2 separate regions of the Sus scrofa genome follow, and region 2 is linked to region 1. The links are chromatin contacts, called in public HiChIP or PLAC-seq maps. All regions are on one chromosome and are shown on one strand. The core of a region is the stretch at or near the end of the contact, and the rest is flanking DNA. Distances in the headings are between cores, read along the strand shown. Region 1 overlaps CAMK2D (calcium/calmodulin dependent protein kinase II delta). Region 2 overlaps CAMK2D (calcium/calmodulin dependent protein kinase II delta).

Region 1 (7,252 bases), core at 3,624-6,123:
TTCTCTGTATTCCCTTTCAGATGTGAAGATTATAACTGGGCATGGATATCAAGCATGAGTCAAGCAGTGAAGAGTAAAATAAGAAGCTTACCTCAGAGTTTCTAAACTAATTTTCTATTTATGAACCCCAGTGATGTGCTTGCTTAAAACACAACAAGAATGGTGGCCTGCTATCGCATTTCACTTGTAGGTCTGCTATGGTACAAGATTGGTTTTTTTCCTTAGTGTATTTCACCTATTTCAACCATATATACACACACACACACACACACACACACACATATGCATTTAAAATATATATGCTATGTCTTATAATCCACATGTTGTTTTGCAAAATGACAGAAAATACCTTCATAAGAATGACTGTTTTGATGAAAAAAAATTTTTTTTAAGATTTTAAGTGTTTAAAGTGATTGATGAAAAATGCTTTTGTTCTTTATATTCAAAGGGACCTTGAAACATTTCATATACCTAAATAGTTGAGAATGCAAATTATCTTCATGGACTTAATTACATAGGAACTTCCTAATATACTAACTACATTTTGAATATTATATGAGTCTGGTACCAAAAGGTCTTTTTTTGGTTCTGGCTTACCACTAATGGAAACTTAAGAAGCTTGCTGTCTATTACATTACCTGTTTTACGGAGGAAATGTTAAATAGTACTAAATACCAGGCCACGTTTTAGCCATACCATTCTTTAAATTTGTGTTGTTAAAATAGCTTTTTCTCCTTCCCACGTCAGAGCATTTGTAGTTCATTAAAATCATGTTGTTTCTTGGAAGCCGTTATTACTGTAGTACTTTTTTCGATTTTGAATGTACTTCTTTTGGTACTCAGTTTTATGCCAATACTTTGCCTTTCCTGTTTTGGGTAAGGAGTCAAAGTTAGCATTTTTATTTAGCTAGGGATCACCTTATTTTCATCCAGCTTAAATGGGAGATTACCTGTGAGTGGACCTACCATTTTCATTTTGTTATAGTGTTGTAAATTTGCCAATTTGTTTTTCAATTAAAAGTTTATGCTCACTCATGTTATGTTATGGACTCATTTATGTAAGTACGACATAAAGTGCTTGAGAGGATGTTCAGCTCTGGTTTAATAGCACTAAATCAATCCTTGATAAAAGGTAGCTTCTCTCTATAAAATGCATCCCTAAAATAAGCTATTTTGCATGGAAAAAAAAAATATGTGGTTCAGTACAACTATTGGAAAAGCATTTTACCCTCTCTTAATGTCTTACCAGTTAACTAGCATCTTCTTTATTTGGGCATTAAATTGGACAGTGTTTCAAAAATAACAGTTTTATCTCTTTAGCCTTGATCTTGACATGAGATGTACTGCCTGTGTCTAGTCACTTCTTGTCCCTGATCCCCAGCACAGGCAGGAGTGATCTGCTGTGACACAGGACTGCATGGCTCTTCCTGACAGCTCTGCCGGTGCTGCTTTTCTCTGAGAATGCTTTGCTCGGAGACTGATAGAATGGTTTTCTTTAAATTTTTGACAGTTCTTTGTTACCTGTTTTTAATGTGTTGGGGAGGCTTACTAGGAAGATTAATATAAGTCCCATCTGCCATCATTTTGAAAGAAAATTCAGCCTCTAGCTTACATAGGTCTATAGAGGAAACAAAAACTACTACTGAGTAATCTCTCAGAAGCACACCTTTGTTAGAGCTTTCTATTTTGAAATAATTCTACATTTACCAAAGAGTTGCAGAGATAGCACAGAATGTTGTCACTTAGTTCAAAGCTAAAACTTTTTTTTTTTTTTTTCCTCCCGGCTTTTCAGGGCCACACCTGTGGTATGTGGAAGTTGCCAGGCTAAGGGTAGAATCAGAGCTGCAGCTGCCGGCCTACACCACAGCAACACCAGATGTGGGCCTCATGTGTGACTTACACAGCAGCTCACAGCAACACGAGATCCTTAACCCATTAAGCGAGGCCAGGGATCGAACCCGCATCCTCATGGATACTAGTCGGGTTTGTAACCCATTGAGCCACAACAGGAACTCTCAAGCTAAAACTTATAAAGGCAGAATAGCTTAAAATGTCTTCTACTCTAAGTCCAGATATAGGCTACCTTTTAAAGGTGCAAAGCTAGAATCTGGCTACCTTTTAAACAAACTGTCCTTCAGGTGGTTAAGGGTCTACAGGTGGTGGTAGGGTGGAGAAGGCAGCTGGGCACCTGCAAAGAGCAGGAAGGAGAGGAGTTGAAGCATCTGAACAAGCTTTTGAAGTAGGGAGTATTAGGCTCCATCCACCCCATTTTAAGGAGGGAGAGGTATTTCTGGAACTTGCCCTACCTCTAATCAAACACAATGTGGTAGCAGTAAGTGAATGCCAGAGAATCTGTTCAACATTTTTTGTTTTACCTGCTGTGGTTTGTTTGACACCTACTCTAACTTTTAGTCTTATTTTCTTGAGGCAACTTATTCTTATGCGACATAAACTTGCAGTGCTGTAAAAGACTCCATGATAACACTTTCTTGCTCATTTAATTTCAGTGCCTTATTCTACACTGACAAATTTAATCTGCTTTTTAGTGGAAAGATTCTTAACCTGGGGAAAATGAACTTTTATGGATCCACTGTGAGCTTTATAATATGTATGAAAATTGTGTTTTTCTGAGAAGAGGAACTATAGATTTTATGAGATTTTCCACAAGTATGTATTACTTGTGCTCTCTCCCTCCTTTCTCAAATTAGTAACTCTTCTGCTCCAGTGTGAGAAAGATGGAATAGAAAATGTCAAGTAAATGAAGCTGACATTCCGGTGCTGATGGAATTTTAAATGTATCTTTATTCTCTATCAGCTTATGTTGGAAGATATGTTTCTATTAAGAGTAAAACTTAGTTGTGTACTTGCTTTAAATAAAGTTAATTTAGGTTAACAAAGTTGAAATGCTGGTAGTATAGTTTATTTTTTACAATTACTAAAATGTACCAGAATATCCCAGTACATTCAAATAGCTTATAACCATTAAATTTCAATAGGCACAAAGAAAAACAATGCAGATTATGTTACTTTCATGCTAGAAATGTTAAAGACAAAATGGGAAGCTTGTTAGATTATTGGGAGAAACCGATGGAAATGCTAATCTTGTATATTTATAGAAGATACTTCATTTTAGTATCCCTCTGACTCCTAGATAAACACTGCAGAGAAAACAGGCCCTATTTTATCTCTTTAGGGACACTACTGTATTACTAAGGCTCTTTTTTTGGCAGTTATATTTTCTGGAGAATCATAAAATTTGATTGTGTAAAAGCAAGAAAAAATAGCTCCTCAACTACTTGGTTGAAATTTCAGAAAGCATCATTTTACCACATGACGCACCTGGTCATTTAAAGAAAAAACGATGTTAAAAGAAATAGAAAGCTGCACCTGTGGCAGAAATTTGAAATGTATTTTCAGAAATATATCTTTGAAGTATACCTTACATTTTATGCCTTTCATAAAATAGAATCATCAGTTTATCATGAGAGGGTGTGCACTTCTTGTCCAGTTGTGGTAGAGTTATTCTATTGCATTCCAAATTAATTTAACCTTAATTTAACCTTAATTAAATAAGGTTACAGGGTATTTAAAGAAAGAAAAATATTTTTAAAAGTCTGAGTTATTTCAACTTTAAAAAAATTGATTTTAAAGAATCTGTAGTGCATTGAAAAAGTTCTCACAAATTTGGTGACCAATTAAGACCTAATTTCTCCTCTTTAATTCTACCGTAGCATTTTCTCTAGACCACTGACACTTCACATTGTTACTGTATCACCTGTCTGTATCCCCCACTAACCTCTGGGCTACTTAAGGGCAAAAATTGACTACTATTATATATTCCCATATTTAGTACAAATCAGTCTGTATTCTCAATGGCTAGAGCTCGGTAAATGTTGTGTCAGTGAACAAGTTCGAAGTTACTAAAACATCATCCTCTGTATGCTTTAGCTATGCTATCCAATGTGGCAGCCACAGCTCTTTGTAGCTAGTAAGCACTTGAAATATGGCTGGTCTGAATTGAAACTTGATATAAATCTAAAATACACACTGGATTTCAAAGACGCAGTATGTAAAATAGCTCTTTGATAGCTTTATATTGATTCCATGTTGAAATAATATTTTAATATTTTTGATTAAATAAAACATTAAACATTGAATCTACCTATTTCTTTTTGCTTTTTTAATGTGGCTGCTATGCAATTTAACATTACGTATGTGGTTTGCATTTGCGGCTTGTATTAAATTGCCATTCGGCATTAATCTTCTGAGGCAAAAGTTGGTAATTTGGGCCATTTCTGGCCTATTTTTATATGGCCAGTGCGTCACGTTTGTTTATCCCCGTTCTAAGGAAGTTAGCAGTACATAGAACTCACAGTTCTTAGCTTTCAGTAGCTTGTAGAGCTTAGGGGAAATACCATTTTAAATGTTAGGTAACACAGTTGAAGTTTTATTAAGTGCTAGTGCTCTGTGTTCAGGGACTCTCTGACCTAGACGTGGACTTGAGGGGAAGCATAAAGGATAGACGATTTGGGCAGGAAGAGTGGTGGCCATGGTGATGTGCTTCCCAGGTCACCCTTCAAAGAAGTCCTTGTGTCTCAGCTACTGGGAATGTTATCAGCCCCTTCAGGGACTGGCTTTGCAGAGAGCCAACTCGCCAAAGGTCCCACCCTGCCCCGGAGTGGCCGATATCCAGTAAGTGATGAGGATGGAATAGAAAGTCCTCACCATTTTTCAGCAAACCCAGGACAACTCCGAAGGGCCTTTGTAGCCACAGAGCTCTTCTAAGTGTTGGCTGAGGTTGCCTTGGCTCTGTCAAAGCTCAGCCTCTCCCTCTACCCAGTCTTTATCCTCCCCTTCCCCCTCCCCTCTCCTTAGCATTCTCTGCTCAGTATTTGGCATACTCACCTCCATCTCAGTCAGCTAACCAGTGAGTCCAACCTGCTTCAGGCAAAAAGGTGAATAGTATTCTACTTGTTGAGGGTTGTGGAAACAGAAGAGCAGAGGCAAGAATAAATAAAAGCTCTGTTTGGGGATAGTGAAATTAATTACCTGGATAGTGTAGACTGTTTCTGTTTGAAATGATAGGTTATAAGCTTGCCAAAAGGGCTTTTCCCTAGGGAGGATAGGAAGCTTTTTTGAGCAGGGATGTAACATGAAGAAAACAGTGCTTTAGGGGAATTAGTGGAGTCAAGAGAAGTGCAGATAATTTTTCTTTAGTAACTTTGTTTCCTATTATCTGTTTCTCTGCTAACTTTTCATCAGTGCTTGATTTTGTGGGTTATCAGTAAGTGGTGACTGAATACATACATAGTTTAACTAAAACCTTATTAGAGATTTAAGAACTTGAAATTATTCTGGCAATCTGTTCTTTTGGATCTTTTCTGAAGGCTGGATCAGATTCCCTGCCTTTAGTCTATTCCTGAAGAGGGTAGGAAGAGTGCCCTTCTAGAGTGTCCTGGGCTCATCCCAAGGCTGCCTGGCATTTTACCTGCTCCAGTTTTTCCAAATACTAGCTGACACAGCTGAACCTACTCTTGCCAGCTGAGTTTGCTACGACCATTTTCCTCTCTTCTACAGGGACAGGTAGATAGCACAGTTTACCTGGGACCTCTGGTGTTCCCTTTACAGTTTTATACCTCTCTGGTTTGGAAGGGAGTGTTTTTATTTTTGTTACTGTTTATTGATTTGAAGGGGTTGGCTATTTAATGTCATTATTTGGAGCTAAGAAGGTGAAGCCTTTGTTACCAGAGCTGGGAAGTGTGGCCCAAGCCATTAGGCTTTGGAATTAATGCAAGCAGAGCTGGTACCAGTGACTCCTCTGCGATTGAAATAGCTTACTCTCTTACCAGGGTTACAGCTCTAAGAACCAGCAGGAAAAAGAAATATTATATTCTGTATATGGCAATTTTCTTAACCAAGGGATTTATCCTCCCTTGGCCTTTATCATGAATTGGTGGAATTTACTTAAACTTCATTGACAAACGCAAAGATGGGCAGCCTACAATTATGAGCTTATTAAAAATAACCCTTTGACAGGGCAGTGAAATGGCTGCCTGTTTAATGTTGGCAGAATTTCTTAGGGTTTTTATAAAAAGAAGCCTCAATTTTGGCTGTCTTTGGTCAGTACCTCTGAAGTAAGTTCAGTTTCAGTTGCTCATTAAATATTATATGCTTGTGTTTCCACAGAAATAATTTTGTAAAATTTGATATTCAGAAAATACCAGATGGAGATATTATGGACAAGCAGGAATGTGGGATGCTTAAGTACATAGTCATTTGAAATGAAATAAACAAATAGTGGAAGCAGCTTTTTAGCATGACTCATAATTCTCCAGCAGCATTTGCATTATAAGACTGTCTAGTAGTTTTCTTAAAAGGACGACTGTCTCTTGTCCATAAATTTGTTTCTAAACGTTGATGCCTTTGGCTTATCAAAACACAAGTTGAGACGTGTCTATTTTAATGAATGTAGATGCACAGGAATGAGTTTCTTAATTTAAATTTGTATCAGAACAATTTGGTCTCTGTATTCAGAATATTTCATGTATACTCACTATATAGCTAAGTTGGAGTTCCCAAAGTATGGTTTGTTTTATATAGGGCTAATTCTTTTATTTCCCATAGATCTTAGCATCTTTGTTGTGGATGGGAATAGGATAATTGTGGATTATGTAAATCCCTTTTTAGGCACGAGGGAGATTGGATGGGGTGGGGCTGAATGGGAGGGAGAAGGAGTGTTGTCCTGTCACCTGTCTCTACAGCTTATAGACTGATGACAGGTCTGGGGTAACTGTTTGATAACCTTAGATTCTCTCCTTGAGTATCCACAACATACTATTAAAAGGTATCTATACTACTTAAATGTCCATGTTTTTCTGAGAATATGTTGACTGAAATGTAAAACCTTGGTAGCGAAAGTATGTGAGTGGCGTTGTGGATAATGGAATAAGACAAGGATATCAGATAAGCAAAATAAAAAGGGCATTTTCCATGTTGGTTTTTACATTAATTTCATGGCATGTAAGAGAGAGTGCTTACCTCCACCATTTGCCAGAAAATGTCTTCTGTGCCTCTGGTCTGGTTAGGCTGGTTCCTCAGTCAATCTCCTGTAACTACAGTAGGAGAAGCACAGGATCGATCACATCATATTAGTTCTTAGTTGCTGGACTGCCTATATTCCCATTCTTATTAGATTAATGTAACCTTTAAGACTTTAAAAGTATACCACTACTTCTTAGAGACAGTTTGTAATT
Region 2 (6,665 bases), core at 3,593-6,092, 150 kb after region 1:
CGATGTGGTTCCTGCTATGGAACTGTGAGTTGAAAATCCAACTGCAGTGGCTCAGGTGACTATGGAGGCTCAGGTTCAATACCCAGCCCAGTAGTATATTTAAAGGATCCAGTGTTGCCTCAGCTGCAGCTCGGATTCAGTACCTGGCCCAGGGACTGCCATGTGCATGGACACAGCCATAAAAAAATTAAAAGTTAAAAAAATAAGATTAATGATGTGTAGTTTATAAGATGATGATGATCAGAGGGCAAATGGCCATATTTTTAAAATCATGTCCACATTATAGTGCTTGAAACTTTGTCTTGGGAGTTCCCGTTGTGGCTCAGTGGTTAATGAACCTGACTAGCAACCATGAGGATGTGGGTTCGATCAAATCCCATGTTACTGTGGCTCAATCCGACCCCTAGCCTGGGAACCTCTCTATGCTATGGGTACAGTCCTAAAAAGATCAAAATATTAAAAAAAAAAAAAAAGAGAAAGAAACAGTCTAGTAAATGACTAGAGATAGCATAGATATCAAGATTTTAGTTTATCTTTTATATAGTAGAATTTCTGATAGATTTACTGAATTCCAATTGTGCAGTTAGTAGGTATTTCTCCACAGAACTCAAATTGTTTCTAATTAGATGGACTTTTCCAGTCCTTTAAAAACATTTTGTAAGTATTCTCTTATGATTCTTTAGAATATCTGTGGTATATGTAAATCTATAAATGGTGATTGCTTTTTTTGTTTGTTTTGGGGTTTTTTTTAAAGCACATGAGGGTACAGGGTATCAGATATATTGTTGAGATGTATGATATATGTTAGAAATTTTTCTTTTACTTCTTAAAATTAGAACTATATTTGTATAAGTGAGATTTTATATGTATAAATGATATATACAAAGCAAATAGAATATGTATAATTTATAGGAAATTACTAAAATATTGAGGTCAAGTAAAGATCGACTTCACTATTTTTAAAAAACTTGCTATAAACAAATACAAATTATTTTCTTTTCAAAATATGACTAGGATATGCAGTTAGTTTGGATAGATGAAACAGAAAATTAAGTAATAATTATAAGAATGGGAATTTTATGTGGTTTATTTACATTGCAGATTACCTGAGTGTTGAACGGTATTTCTCCTTCGGTTTCACATCGTCAGTTGAAAATTACTGTTGCCAAACTGGGGGTTTAGGCTATAATCACCTCTCTTTAGCCAGATCCGTCACTTCCAGCAGTATCTTGCACCTTTGGGTATGGGTCCAGCTTCAGCTCCAGGGTCTGAGAGTCTAAGGGACCAGAGCCCAGGGTTGGCAGGGGAGCCTCCTGCCTCAACAGGGCACTCACCACCTACTGCCTGGATGGATTATGAGATTTTTCCTTTATTTTTTTTTTCTTTTTAATATAGGCACAGGCACTGTGTTGTTAATTGTTGTGTCTCCTGGAGGTTGAGTGTACTGTTATATGAACTCATCCATCCCCAGAAAATACGTGCATGTGCCAAGCAGGATTTTGGTGAACTGAGAGTAGGACTGGTGCAAAGCTATGTAGTCATCGCAAGTCATGAGTTACCAAAGAGATAGTCTATCCCTTAGTAGACTAACTAAGTCTACTAAGTCAAAAAAAAGACATGGTCTATGTTAAGACATGAGAGAGGCAAACAGTCCTGCGAACCTCCAAATACAGCTTGCACAGTCTTAAATTTCAATTTTAAGATTTCCACGAGGACTTCTAAAAGATCTTATACATGGCTCACACCTTGCTGACACTACAGAAAGACCATTTACTTTCATATTTGATATTTCCAGGATGAGAGCACTTTGTCTGTCTCACCAAGTGTCCTTGGGTATTCCGCAGGGGTTCTGGCTCATGGTAATCATATCTTGGTGAGTAGGGTGTAATGTGAACTGAATTACTCATGGAACTTTGTGAAATATGGATAGAGCCACTGTTAGCCCTGTTGGTGTTTCTGTGCCATTAGAAGCTCTTGGTGTGCGTACTTCGCTTAGAGAATGGAATAGGGCTGAATGACAGCCCTCTCTTGCCCCCTTGGCTTGTGCCTTCATGTAGAACATAAATTGCACAACCCTTGTCTGGTGGTTCTGAATAGCAAGAAATGCTGTCCTTTCTCTTTGTGTTTTATGAATAGGCAAAATATAGCACAGAACAATTTTGGCCTGATATGACCTCACACAGTTGACTAATTCAAACCAGTTGATATTATGCTTCATTCTCTATTTGACCATGCTGCCTAAAAGTGAAACAAATGATCAGTTTTCACAAATGGCTAGTGTAGAGCTGTTTTTTAGCATTTGAGATTATGGTATGGATAGTTTTTTAAAACCCTCTGGAACCCACAAAGAGGAATAGGAACTAGTAATATTTATTTAGTCTTTGTTATATTTTTCTCTTTGTTTTTTTCATTGTCATCCTTATTTTTAGACATTTTCTTTTGATTTTTAATTTTTTTAAGTTGTAAAGTACGCATAACATAAAAATTGCATAACCAGTTTTAAATGTACAGTTAAGTGGTATTAAGCACATTTACATTGTACAGCTGTCATCTCTCTCCATCTCCAGAACACTTTCATCTTGCAGAACTGGAACTTTCCAGCCACTAAGCAATAACTCCACATTCGCCTTCCTCTAGTCCTTGGCAACCACCATTCTACTTTTTCTTTCTCTAAATACCTCGTATAAGTGAAGTTGTATAGTATTTGTCTTTTTGTGACTGGCTTATTTCACTTACCGTAATGTCCTGAAGGTTCACCCATGTTGTGACATATGTTAGAATTTCCTTCCATTTTAACAGTGAATAATGCTTCACTGTCTATATATACTGCATTTTACTTATCCATTCATCTGCCAGTGAACACTTGGGTTGCTTCCATGTTTTAACTATTGTGAATAATGCTGCTCTGAACACAGGTGTACAAATAGTTTTTCGAGATCCTGCTTTAAATTCTTCTGGGTATATATCCAGAAGTAGAATTCCTGGGTCATACGGTAATTCTACTTTTAATTTTTTGAGGAACAGTCATACTGTTTTCCACAGCAGCTGTATCATTTTGCATTTCCATCAGCAGTGCACAAGTGTTCCAACTCCTCTGCATCCTCACCAATACTTTCTATTTTCTGTTTTTTCTTATAGTGGCCCTCTTAATAATGCGAATTGGTATCTCATTGTGGTTTTAATTTGTATCGAACTTTTTAAGTGCATAGCATTGCAATCAATTTTTTGCCTTCAGGAAACATTCATTTTGATAGATACATCTTTGCAAACCATTGCCTGAGCATTTAATCAGATAATCTTAGATCAAGGCATCTTATTAAACCACACCCACACACAAATATACTAAGCTTAATGGCTGATTTGCTCACTTGAGGTCTGTATAGTAACAGAACAAGAAGAATACCCCACCTTATTTCTGCTTTTGCCTTATTCCATGTGCCCTTATTTGTGGTTGACAGTGCTGTTTTCATTCATGCTTTTTCTTGGTCATCAAATAGGAAAGACAATTTTAAAAACATGAGCTTTTGATAGTGGTTCGATTTTGGGCTTGCATTGAGAAAGATGGAATGAGAAAGGAATTACAAAGTAGAGTTGGCGTGAGTTTTAGATTTGTGGGAGGATGCAGAAGGGGCATAAGTAAAATAAGTAAAATGAGGTGAAATCCGGAATGATGTTGAAGGGAGAGCATCAGCCACCAAAGATTAAACTGTAAAACAAGACTAAAGTAAGCGTTCCTTTGAGGGCATAAGGACCCTGCCACCACTCTCCACTTTCCCACTCTGCTTAATACCACAGGTGGGACAGTGCCCATGAGTACACAGTCCTGCTTCTATTATTCCCCAGTGTGCTGCCTCTCCTCCTGGCCTGACTCAGGTTTTAAGTGGAACAGTTCCAATTGCCTGTCTCAGTTTTATTATCTCAAATGCAATTCTTAGTATGATTCAGCACATCTGTCTACTCAGAAGCAATAAGAAACTCTTTGGACCTTGTATTAAAACAACTCACAGCCTTTTTGATTTCCATTATACAATTTGGAATCCATTCTGAAAATAATTTCTGAACAACCTTGCATAATCTACTACATTGGAGGTGTTATCAGATACCAGGTATTCAGCTAGAAAATAACTTACAGCTACATCGATCTTAGCTAAGTGCTAACAGCCGTGTTAACAATGAACCAAAATTGTGTTTTGAATCCTTCCATCCCTAGTTTGTATCTGCTGCCCCAATGCCCACCATTGCCAGTTTATCTGAACTGGCTGACACATCTGATTCTGCTCATGACGTGGTTACCTCGCTTGACTCATCTTAAAACTCATAATTCACCAAGAACTTTGGACATTTCTAAATATCTAGAGAAGCAAAATGTCAAATAGAAGTTAGACATATAGATGTTCTTGGTCTCTGTATTCAAATAAAAAATGAAAAAGGAAGCACATGGGTTTAGTTTGTCAAAAAACGAAATCGAAACATTGCTAGTTATCTTCCCTGGATCATGAAACATCATGCTTTTATTCCTTCTCAGTCTCTAATCCAAGTATGCCCCTTTGTAATGAATTCAACAAATACCTCTTGTGTTTGTGACTAGACATGATTAATTCACAAACTCTGTCTTATGGGAAAGATAGTATACAATCCAAAACCGATATATATATAATTTCCAGGGACAAACTGCTTGAGAGATCCCACTTCTTCTTCTTATAAAATGTAATGGTAAGTGATATGATGTCAGGAATATCAACATTATGGCATTGATATGCGATCATCCCACACATCCGACTCCCTGTGAAATATGAAACTCTGGGATCATTCGCTCAAGCATTTAATGAGCTTGTCACAGGCCCTATGAGTCAACACTTGTTATTTTACAGTGGAAAAGCAGGGACAGATTTTACCCTCCCAGAGCAGCCATACTAGTTGGAGAGACAAACATGAAACAAGTGGTTTCACAAATAAACACATAATGAGGTTGGCGATGCGTGTTATGAACAATAACACCAAGTTTTAAGGGGGTTAGGTAACTTAGACAAGTGGGGCGCCTGAGGATGTAAAGTTTAAGCCAGATTTTGAAGGGTAAGAGGGACTGACTCACCGAATAGGAAAGGTAGAGAGGATGGGAGTGTTCTGGAAGAGAGACAAGCATGTGAGACGGCCCAGGGACGGGAAGGAGCTTGTGCCCTTGAGGAACACAGCAGGAGGAGAGGGGCACCAGGGAAGGGAGGAGACAGGTGCGTCATGTGAGGATTTTGCCAGGAAAAACAGTGGGCAGGTATTTAAGAGCTTCAGGTAGGCATGAGACAGAATTCAATGTACATATAATTGCTACCTGGAGAATGGATGGCAGGGGGCAAGAGAGGAGATGGTACCAGTTAGGAGGCTGTTGCAGCAGTGCAGGTGACTGTGAGGACTTGGGCTGGTGACATTGTAATGGAGATGGAAAGAAGTCTTGATTCAAGACCTCTTTTGGAGATAAAATCAGCAAGATTTGTCTAGAGATTGATAGATAAATAGCATGAAAGGTAGTTAGGTCCCTTCCTCCCAATTCTGGCTTAAATACAGGTTAAACCATAAAACTGTGGGCTGATGCTTATGATTTCACTCACTGATTTAATCATTTAATAATTTATTCTCTCAGCAAGGATTTATTAAGCCCCTTATATATGCCAGGCACCCTGTAAGGGGCTGAAGACACAGTGTTCAATCCCAGATGTCTGTCCAAAGGGCCCTGGCCCCAGTGGTTGGCTTGATTGACTCTGTCTGCTGAAGATGCTGCTCAGAAGGCCTAATTTTTCAATTTTGTCTCCAGAGACTTGTTCCCTTCGCTCAGCAGTTCTCATCAGGGGTGCCTCGGGGGACCTTGGGGTGACAGGAATAGCGGGATTGGCACACTGACAAGGTCGTACTGCCATCCCCTAGTGTGGGGCCTGGTGCTAACAGTCTTGCCATTCAAGGGACTAGCCTATGTGGTAAAGGATTGTCTGGCCAAAAAAGCCAGTCATACTCCTGTTAATGAATGATGATCGGCTTCACTCGGATCAGCCTTCATCAGCGGTTGGTCTGACTTTAATCAGAGAATTAAAAGGGGGGTCTAAGTGGCAATGCCATTATGTCACTGTTCTTCCCAGGCTTTCCACATGATCCTTTGGGCTCCAGAGATCTTTCACCTGTCCTTCTGCTCTCCAGATTGTGGCCAAGAGGCAACTACCCAGGTAGCACAATGAGGATAAATAAACCCTTTTTCTTTCTTGTGTTGTGTGTTCTTAGGGAAAGGTCCTTAATCTCCACTACTTCAGTTTCCACATGAGTAGCATGGAAATAGCCCTAGTATCTACCTCCTGAGGAGGGCGTGTTACAACCTGTGGAGACCTGGAATGGTGCTTGGGCTTGGCACGCAGTGAGCACCCAGTGGATGTTGCTGCTGTTGTTCAAGAGCATGGAAGGCCATGTGCTGACCACCATGCGGGTAGCACAGACGAATACGTCACCGATTTGGCCTCTGCCCTGGAGATCGCTAGAGGGCATATCAGTCACCCAAGTGCAATGCCGCCTCTGAAATGTTTTTGCACAAAAATCTGACTGTGGGGATTCTTTGCTAATGTGACTCCTGCCATCTCTGTTTAGAGCCTTGAATTTCTGGCCTGGTTAGCCTCTGCTCATTGGGCTTG

Evidence for each region. HiChIP or PLAC-seq counts read pairs in DNA pulled down with a chosen protein or histone mark.
Region 2: an H3K27ac HiChIP or PLAC-seq map of skeletal muscle shows a contact between it and region 1. The contact joins two enhancer-like sites. A contact is called at or near these places in 1 of 47 Hi-C or Micro-C datasets (embryonic fibroblasts) and 1 of 2 datasets of contacts at active chromatin or transcription factors (skeletal muscle).

Annotation. Positions count from the first base shown.
Region 1 is chr8:108,972,693-108,979,944 of Sscrofa11.1, forward strand. All of the region lies in intron 2 of CAMK2D (calcium/calmodulin dependent protein kinase II delta), which reads left to right. Among named protein-coding and RNA genes, the nearest start is that of CAMK2D, 60 kb to the left of the region's middle. Within about 2 kb of position 4,874, at least 7 of the 83 cell types and tissues checked have an H3K27ac peak or open chromatin away from gene starts, as enhancers often do. A contact at or near this core is called in skeletal muscle, where this site is marked.
Region 2 is chr8:109,123,444-109,130,108 of Sscrofa11.1, forward strand. The region is part of intron 4 of CAMK2D (calcium/calmodulin dependent protein kinase II delta); the gene reads left to right. Among named protein-coding and RNA genes, the nearest start is that of CAMK2D, 210 kb to the left of the region's middle. Within about 2 kb of position 4,843, at least 6 of the 83 cell types and tissues checked have an H3K27ac peak or open chromatin away from gene starts, as enhancers often do. A contact at or near this core is called in skeletal muscle, where this site is marked.